2 separate regions of the Zea mays genome follow, and region 2 is linked to region 1. Evidence: chromatin contacts called from public Hi-C data. All regions are on one chromosome and are shown on one strand. The core of a region is the stretch at or near the end of the contact, and the rest is flanking DNA. Distances in the headings are between cores, read along the strand shown.

Region 1 (3,405 bases), core at 560-3,059:
TTGTAAAGAAAATAGAGGAAAATAAGAAAAACACTTTTGGGCTTGATAATGGACATATTGCAAACCTCTATGGATCAAAGTGATAAAGGCATGTTTCGAGTACTTAGTCAATTGTTTTAGGTGCTAATCATGTTTGTCTTAGTGCTAGGGACCATATGAAATCGAGCTAAAAGGGGCAAAAAGAAGTTGGCATGAAAAGGAAGAGACTGGGCTGGTCTGGGCAGTACCGTACAGTCGGGTGTCTATACGACCGAAGCGTCTGCTCTCGAACTCGACCAGGTCCCGCCAGTGCCGGTCCTGGCATTTTAGAGGCCCAGGACAAGACTTATAAAGGAGGCCCTTTATAATAATTATTATTACACAAAAATATAGTGTGTATATATATATATATATTGTCTACAACTGTGCGAGAAATAGAGATGAAACGTCAAACGTCGTTGTCTCGTTATACGCTGAGAGCTAGGTGGTTGAGCCTGAGACTATGAAGTACTACTACTAGAATATAGAAATCAAGATTGATAGGCTATGCCTAATTATCATTGCTTGTTGCTGTCGTGTTGTTGACTTATAATTAGGCATTTAAAAATTTTATAAAGCTAACAGACAAACCTATACAATATATATATATACTGTTATTTAGTACAATGGTGTGAGGCCCCACTAATTTGGGGGCCCCGGTCGGGGGCACTGCTCGACCCTGCTAGGGCCAGCGCTGGGTCCCACCGCTATAAATCATCAAATCGTCCGGTGCCACCCTCTAGGTGCTCTCAATGACACCGATCCTATATTTATAGTGGTGAAGTAAAAGTTCATATGAAATTACAAGTATGTCCAAGCCCTATTTATATGATCTATGAATTTTGTAGGGTAAAGTTGTCCTTTCTCCTTTCTATCGAGCCGGTCTATATTAAGGATTCTTCTTTTTCTCATCTGTTTCGTGCATCGATGCCACTGATCTGAGCTCTTTCCTTCAATCACTTTCTTGTATCAGCCCTTCGGAGCTGAAGCTCTTCTGCTTCGCCTCCGCTTTTGGTACGCTAGTTTGGACAAAGTCTAGCTTCACCATTCTTTGGTAGTACCTGAAACATAATAAAACACTTCGAGGACCTTCAACAATAGAGGCTCTTCAACAAATACTATTTTAGAGAAGTTAGATTTAAGGATAATAGAAGAGAGAAGACAGTTTAACTGAATGCTATAATAACAAAAAAAAAACTCCTCAAATTATACATGCATCGTTCATATGGTGTTATCATTCTGTGTACAATCAAATTCAAAGATGCCAACGTTTTCGTTGACCTTTCCCTTGGTAGCTACACTTCTCAGACTCCTTTCACGCCCCGGAACTCGAGAACCTTCCTAGAAGCGAGCAAGCAGCAGCTGTGTTCCACGGCGGCAATTGGTTTCCCACGCCAGAATTGGATTCCGCCGTCCGGCCACTGACAGATAGGCCACGAGGAATCAATCAGCCTGTCCCAATCAGAGGAATCTGTGGGCGAGCGCAGAGCGGAGCTTCTGGCTGGTGAGTGGATCAGGGACAGTCCGGCGTCAACCTTGCACGTCGGCTACACGCCTACTCCGCCAATTTTTTTTTTATTTTGTTATGAGAGGCGAAAATCGAAGAGAATAATTCTCTGCGACGAGTAGCTAGTGGATAGCAATTGATGCCGGGCGCTTTCATAGTCAGCCATGGTAATGGTATCGCATCGTAGCCACTAAAGTAAGGGAGGGCCCCAGGAAAGAAGCGCTGGTTCGATGAAGCTGCATAAATAAAGCCAGCACGCAAACCAGCAGCGTTCAGAGGAAACCCATTTACGTATATGCCCTTGTCCCGGTTCCTTTCCCCATCCCCAACTCCATTATTTGCTTGATCCTTGAGAAGAGAGAGGAAGACGAGAGCTAGAAGCGAAGGAGAAAAGCAGTTCTTCAGCTAGGCAGGTATGTTTCTCTCCTTTTTTTTTATTTTCGCCCCAAAGAAATAGGAGGGGCGTCTCTGATATGCCCTGAGCTTAGCTTTTCATGGCAAAACCTGATTGCTTGTTTCTTGTTTCTTTTTACTGGAAACAGGAGGGCACAGGAAGGAGGAGATGGCGTCAAAGAGGATTCAGAAGGAGCTCAAGGATCTGCAGAAGGACCCTCCCACCTCGTGCAGTGCAGGTCCTACTGCTTTCTTTCTTCCCTACTCTTATGTTGTTGTTGTTTCTTTCTTCCCTCCTTTTGGTATATAGAGCTGAACCAACAAGTTTCTATGCAAGCCAACCTGAATAACCCTTGTGTTAGTTCAGTGCTTGAGGGGTGGGGCAGATATGAGATGTTACGACGTTGTTACATGGAAATGAATTGGTTCCGTTCTCACTTTTTAGGTAGTACTACAGATGGTCGTTGACGACGTGCAGGGGGTTTGGCTCTTACTGTGTTGTGCATATCGTTTTATGATTTTACCTTTCTCTCTAATGAAAGGATTAATTAGCAACTTTTAGATTTGCACTATGTCAAATGCTTAGTTTTTCCTACCAAAAATGGGAAGATGAGGGTGGCATGTCAGTTTTTTTTTCCTCTCCATTCAGTAACTGGTGTAACGAGTAGTTAGCAACATAAACACAAACATTGACGGGATACTGAGAAACAGCTAGCATGTAGGATTCGTCACTCGTCCTTTTCATGCTTGCTATTAATGTGAAGTGTTGTTGCATAGCTAGAACAAGTTGTTCAGAAAGAATATAAAAAATTACTCTTAACACAAATGTCATGGGGAATAATCATTGGAACACATCAAGTTACATGAATGAACTGTTTTCTAGTTCGATCAACACATCAAGTTACATGAATTAATTAATTTTCTAGTTCGACGCGTCATTAATGTGAGGTAGAACAATGACAGAACAGCCTTCACTGAGAAAAAGATTAACATGTTTTATTTATGGATGAAACCTTTTGTTTTCATTGTCCTCAATGTTCATGTTTAAACTAGTTTAACACATGCTGTTTTCTGTATGTGGCGTGTCAGTCTTTTTTTTTGAAAAAAACTGACACGTCAGTCATCAGTATTTTTTTCACAAAGGTATGCTGTGTTAGTATATCAATTTCTGGAACCTTTTAGTTCTATTTAGCTGCTCTGCCGATCCGAAAATGTATCCTTGTTGCTTTCAGTTGATGTACAAACATTTCAATTCATAACTTGATGCCTCAATTACACTAGTAATTTGGCATGTAGAGATCAGGACAGTGAACTATAACTGGAAGAACTATGGTTCTCAAGTTGCAAAGTATTTACTTTTCTCACTTCCTTGATTTGTGGTGTCGAGCTTTGTGATGCTATTCATTCACCATAGCAAAACCATACATGAAAATAAATTATGGTTTGGAGTGCATATATGTTGAGCTGTGTGCACGTGAAGTAATAAG
Region 2 (3,405 bases), core at 393-2,892, 250 kb after region 1:
ACCTCTATAGAGACCAAGGGCGCCCCACGCCTTGCTTCCCTCGAGGCGCCATGTCCAAAAAGAAAAAGAAAAGGACAGAAGAGATGACAAAGCGGACGTCGTCAGACCCCACCGCGAAGGAAGCCACTCAAGGGATACACTCTCCCCTGAGGGGCTCGGGGCTACTGTCAAGGTTCGGATTCCTGAGTCCCTAGGGACCACGAGTCAGTAGACAGATAAGTGTCGGGTTTGTCGATCACAAGTATATTAAGAGATCACCATACCTATATGATGACAACCCCCCCCCCCCCCTCGCGTCCTACCGAGGGGTCGGGAGAGACGGAGGCAGACGAAAGGGCCATCCAGACTAGTATAACTCTTAAAACTTTACTCTTGCGCCGAGGCTAGTATAACTCTTGCGTGCAGTAAGCACGCGCCATCCAGACCTAAAACACACATATACAATTTTACTCGCCAGTGATAATTAGAAACACCGACTGTCCTGATCTATTAATTTGTGCGTCTACAACAACCTTCAAGTGGTGAACACTAACTAGGCTCTTCTTTGTCTTAGAAATCCTAGTAATTTACTGGATCTAATTTTTAGTATATTTTGGATTGTGAAATCGATTAAATTTGTGCATCTCGCAACTCCGAGGCAGATAGTGCCGCGCTACAAACGACAATATCACACCGTTGCTAACATAACTCTTAAAAGATGTTTCGGTGATCAGGGAAATGGGAAGGGGATTCATATGGGGAGGAATCCCCTCGCTATTCAACCCATGGATCCCCTATATTTTCTTGGTCACCAAACCAGCCATTTGAAAACCTCATTTTTCTAAGTGATTTTCATTTTTTTCCCAAAAAAATTAGTCCATTTTTCTTTGGAAAAATAGGAATCTCTTGAAAAAATAGAGTTCAAAACTAGACCTAAGTGTTGTTTTAACGTGTCTATAAGTCCATTCACTCCTTTTCAGACATACCCGATCCTTACATATCTCAATCTAGCTAATAGTATCTAGTCGATCAAAAAAACGCTTTAATTCTACCATCTACGTCTGTCCACATGTTCTATTAACAACACATATTTGACTGTAGAAAAGAGAAGACATTATAGATATAAAACAACTCATGTATATATATTTTTACTGGTGCATCCAAATAACATACGGCTAATAGATAGTCACATAACAGTTATATAACCAACATTAGCTGTAATAGGTATCCAAATAATATTAGCTGTGAGCTACTAGTATTAGCCAGCTAACTACTGTTGTTGTAGATCCAAACCTGGAACATGGGCACACAACATCCCTGGCTCACTAGCTTTAAGGCGGGAACACCAACGACAGAGCCCCCGACGCGTCAGCGCACGGACGAGACAAAAACGCCGGCCGCGCTGCCCAGCTGGCTCCCACGGCTCGCCAGCTCGGACCACGCCCTCGCGGGGCCCGCGTGGCAGCCGCTGCACTGTGGCCGCCGTACCTCGCGCCGTCGCGCTCGCAGGGGCGGGACGCGGGAGCGGTGTTTCGATTCGGTGGCGTTCTCGTAATAAGGTACGCGAAACGGAGGGCTTTCTAGGCGTCGGGGTAGATGCTGCAGTGCAGTGCAGTGCGGTGCAGAGGCTCCAAAAAGGACGAGACCATGGTTGCTGGCTCGCTCGCTCGCTCGAGGGTCGAGTGCGTTTCTAACGCTGCCCACACCACACACCACACACCAGCCTAGTCGAGAAGAAAGAAACCTCCGGTCTCTGGGTCAGGTTCTCGCCGAGCACGCGATTTCACCCGTCCTTTCGGTTCAGGTAACCTCCTCCCGCGTCTTGGTCTGGATTCTGATTCCCACCTGCTGCTGTTATTGGCTTCTGTTCCCCCGAGTTTGTTTGATCTGATAGGTTGCTGTGTGCTCGCTGCGACCGGTTTGCGATCTCTGACCATGCTTTGCTTTCGTTTTCTTTTCTTTTCATCTCGTCAGATCTTGTTTCGGATTCGACAGGCGAGGGTGGGAGTTATAGAGGAGAGCCGGACATTTCGGCGCGGTATGTCTCTTGGCTCTCTCAGTTTTTATCTGGTGTTTCTTGTTTCCGCGATTACGTGGGCTGCGCTAGTCAAGAACTTCTGTAGGAATCTTGGATGGATCGGTTGTGGCCTGCAGGTTCTGAGGTGGCAGCTGACATGGATCGCTGCAGAAGATTAAGATTACACCAGAACCATATATTTCTCCGTTCCAAGTCTTAGCCTTCGTTGCATCTTCCGTGTTCTTCTTCTTCTTCCTGTCTAGATGTGTGATTAGCCGTCAGCCCGTTAGTCGTTAACTTTTTTGTTCATGCATTATTATTATTTTTGAATATTCCTTGGCTACCTGGGACCCGCATGTTTCTTATCACTGGCTGATGATTTCATATAAGACAAAATACTTCGCGCTGGTCCTGGTCGTCGTTCCCCAATCAGCTCGCATATGAGTACGTAACTGGTTTATGCAACGAACAATACTGGGCTCACGCTCAAAACGGCCCCATATGGCATTTCAAATAGGGTTTTTTAATTTGATGCCCTTAGTTTTGGTGGTGTGCTCATCTATACCCTTAGTCGTGTTTTTTGCTCGGATGTGCCAATATGCATCTGAACTTGTCATTTTTTTACAACAACTTGCGCAGTTATGCTGCCCAAGAGCAAGAGGGTGGGCGACGACGAGAATGGTAGATGGAAATGGATGAAGTGTTTATAATGTACTCATCCAGATTGCAATTTAGCTCAGTCAGACTCTGGTTTTGAGATGGCCTTGCAGTTGTAGGCATAGAAGATGAACACGTCCATGCTTCTCAGAGGCTGCAATATCTGTATGCGTACATTATAAACGTCTCTATATATCCATCTGCTTATTTGGTAGTGCTGTCCATGCTAACACAAGACAGCAGATATATGCCACTATATGCTAGTGCAATGAACTCCCAAAGTGTCTTTCAAAAGTAACCAGTTTATCATCTGGGAAAGAGTACCTTAGCCTTAATATATACTGTTAATGGTAATGATGCGGTGGTTCATAGAATTTTCTTTTCTTCTGTCAAGCACGATTTGCCAAGATCCAGAATGCAAAATGCAATTCCCTTTTTTTTAATCTTCCTACCTTCCAGGACACCAACCATGGCACCTGAATACTGTTTACACATGATTAAAGAAAAATATCCTAAAAATCCAACGGTGTACTTGACGTTTTGTAAATTCCGCTGCGTTACTATCCATGCTACATATCGCTGCATACAAATTAAAAAGAACATGGTGTAATGTAACAACATGTCTCCAGGGAAACCAGTTATATGTAACTTTAAGTCCTCATAACCTAAATTATGTTGCTCACCATTTGGAGTACACAGAACATAAGTCCATACTTGAAATGTTTGACACTCTATGTCATCATAGTGCAGTA

What was found. A called contact is a pair of places that touch in the nucleus more often than the background predicts.
Region 2: a Hi-C map of leaf shows a contact between it and region 1, with 3 times the contacts expected there. The contact joins the promoter of LOC100193698 here to the promoter of LOC100280571 in region 1. A contact is called at or near these places in 4 of 25 Hi-C or Micro-C datasets (ear, endosperm and leaf) and 1 of 3 datasets of contacts at active chromatin or transcription factors (leaf).

Annotation. Positions count from the first base shown.
Region 1 is chr3:218,062,502-218,065,906 of Zm-B73-REFERENCE-NAM-5.0, forward strand. It overlaps LOC100280571, which reads left to right and starts at 1,810. Exons shown (of 5, transcript NM_001153490.1): 1 at 1,810-1,938; 2 at 2,068-2,157. The coding sequence starts at 2,088.
Region 2 is chr3:218,315,232-218,318,636 of Zm-B73-REFERENCE-NAM-5.0, forward strand. LOC100193698 reads left to right here and starts at 1,643. Exons shown (of 4, transcript NM_001352264.1): 1 at 1,643-1,783; 2 at 1,954-2,017. LOC111591142 (a long non-coding RNA gene) reads right to left here. Exons shown (of 2, transcript XR_002750323.1): 2 at 3,183-3,405.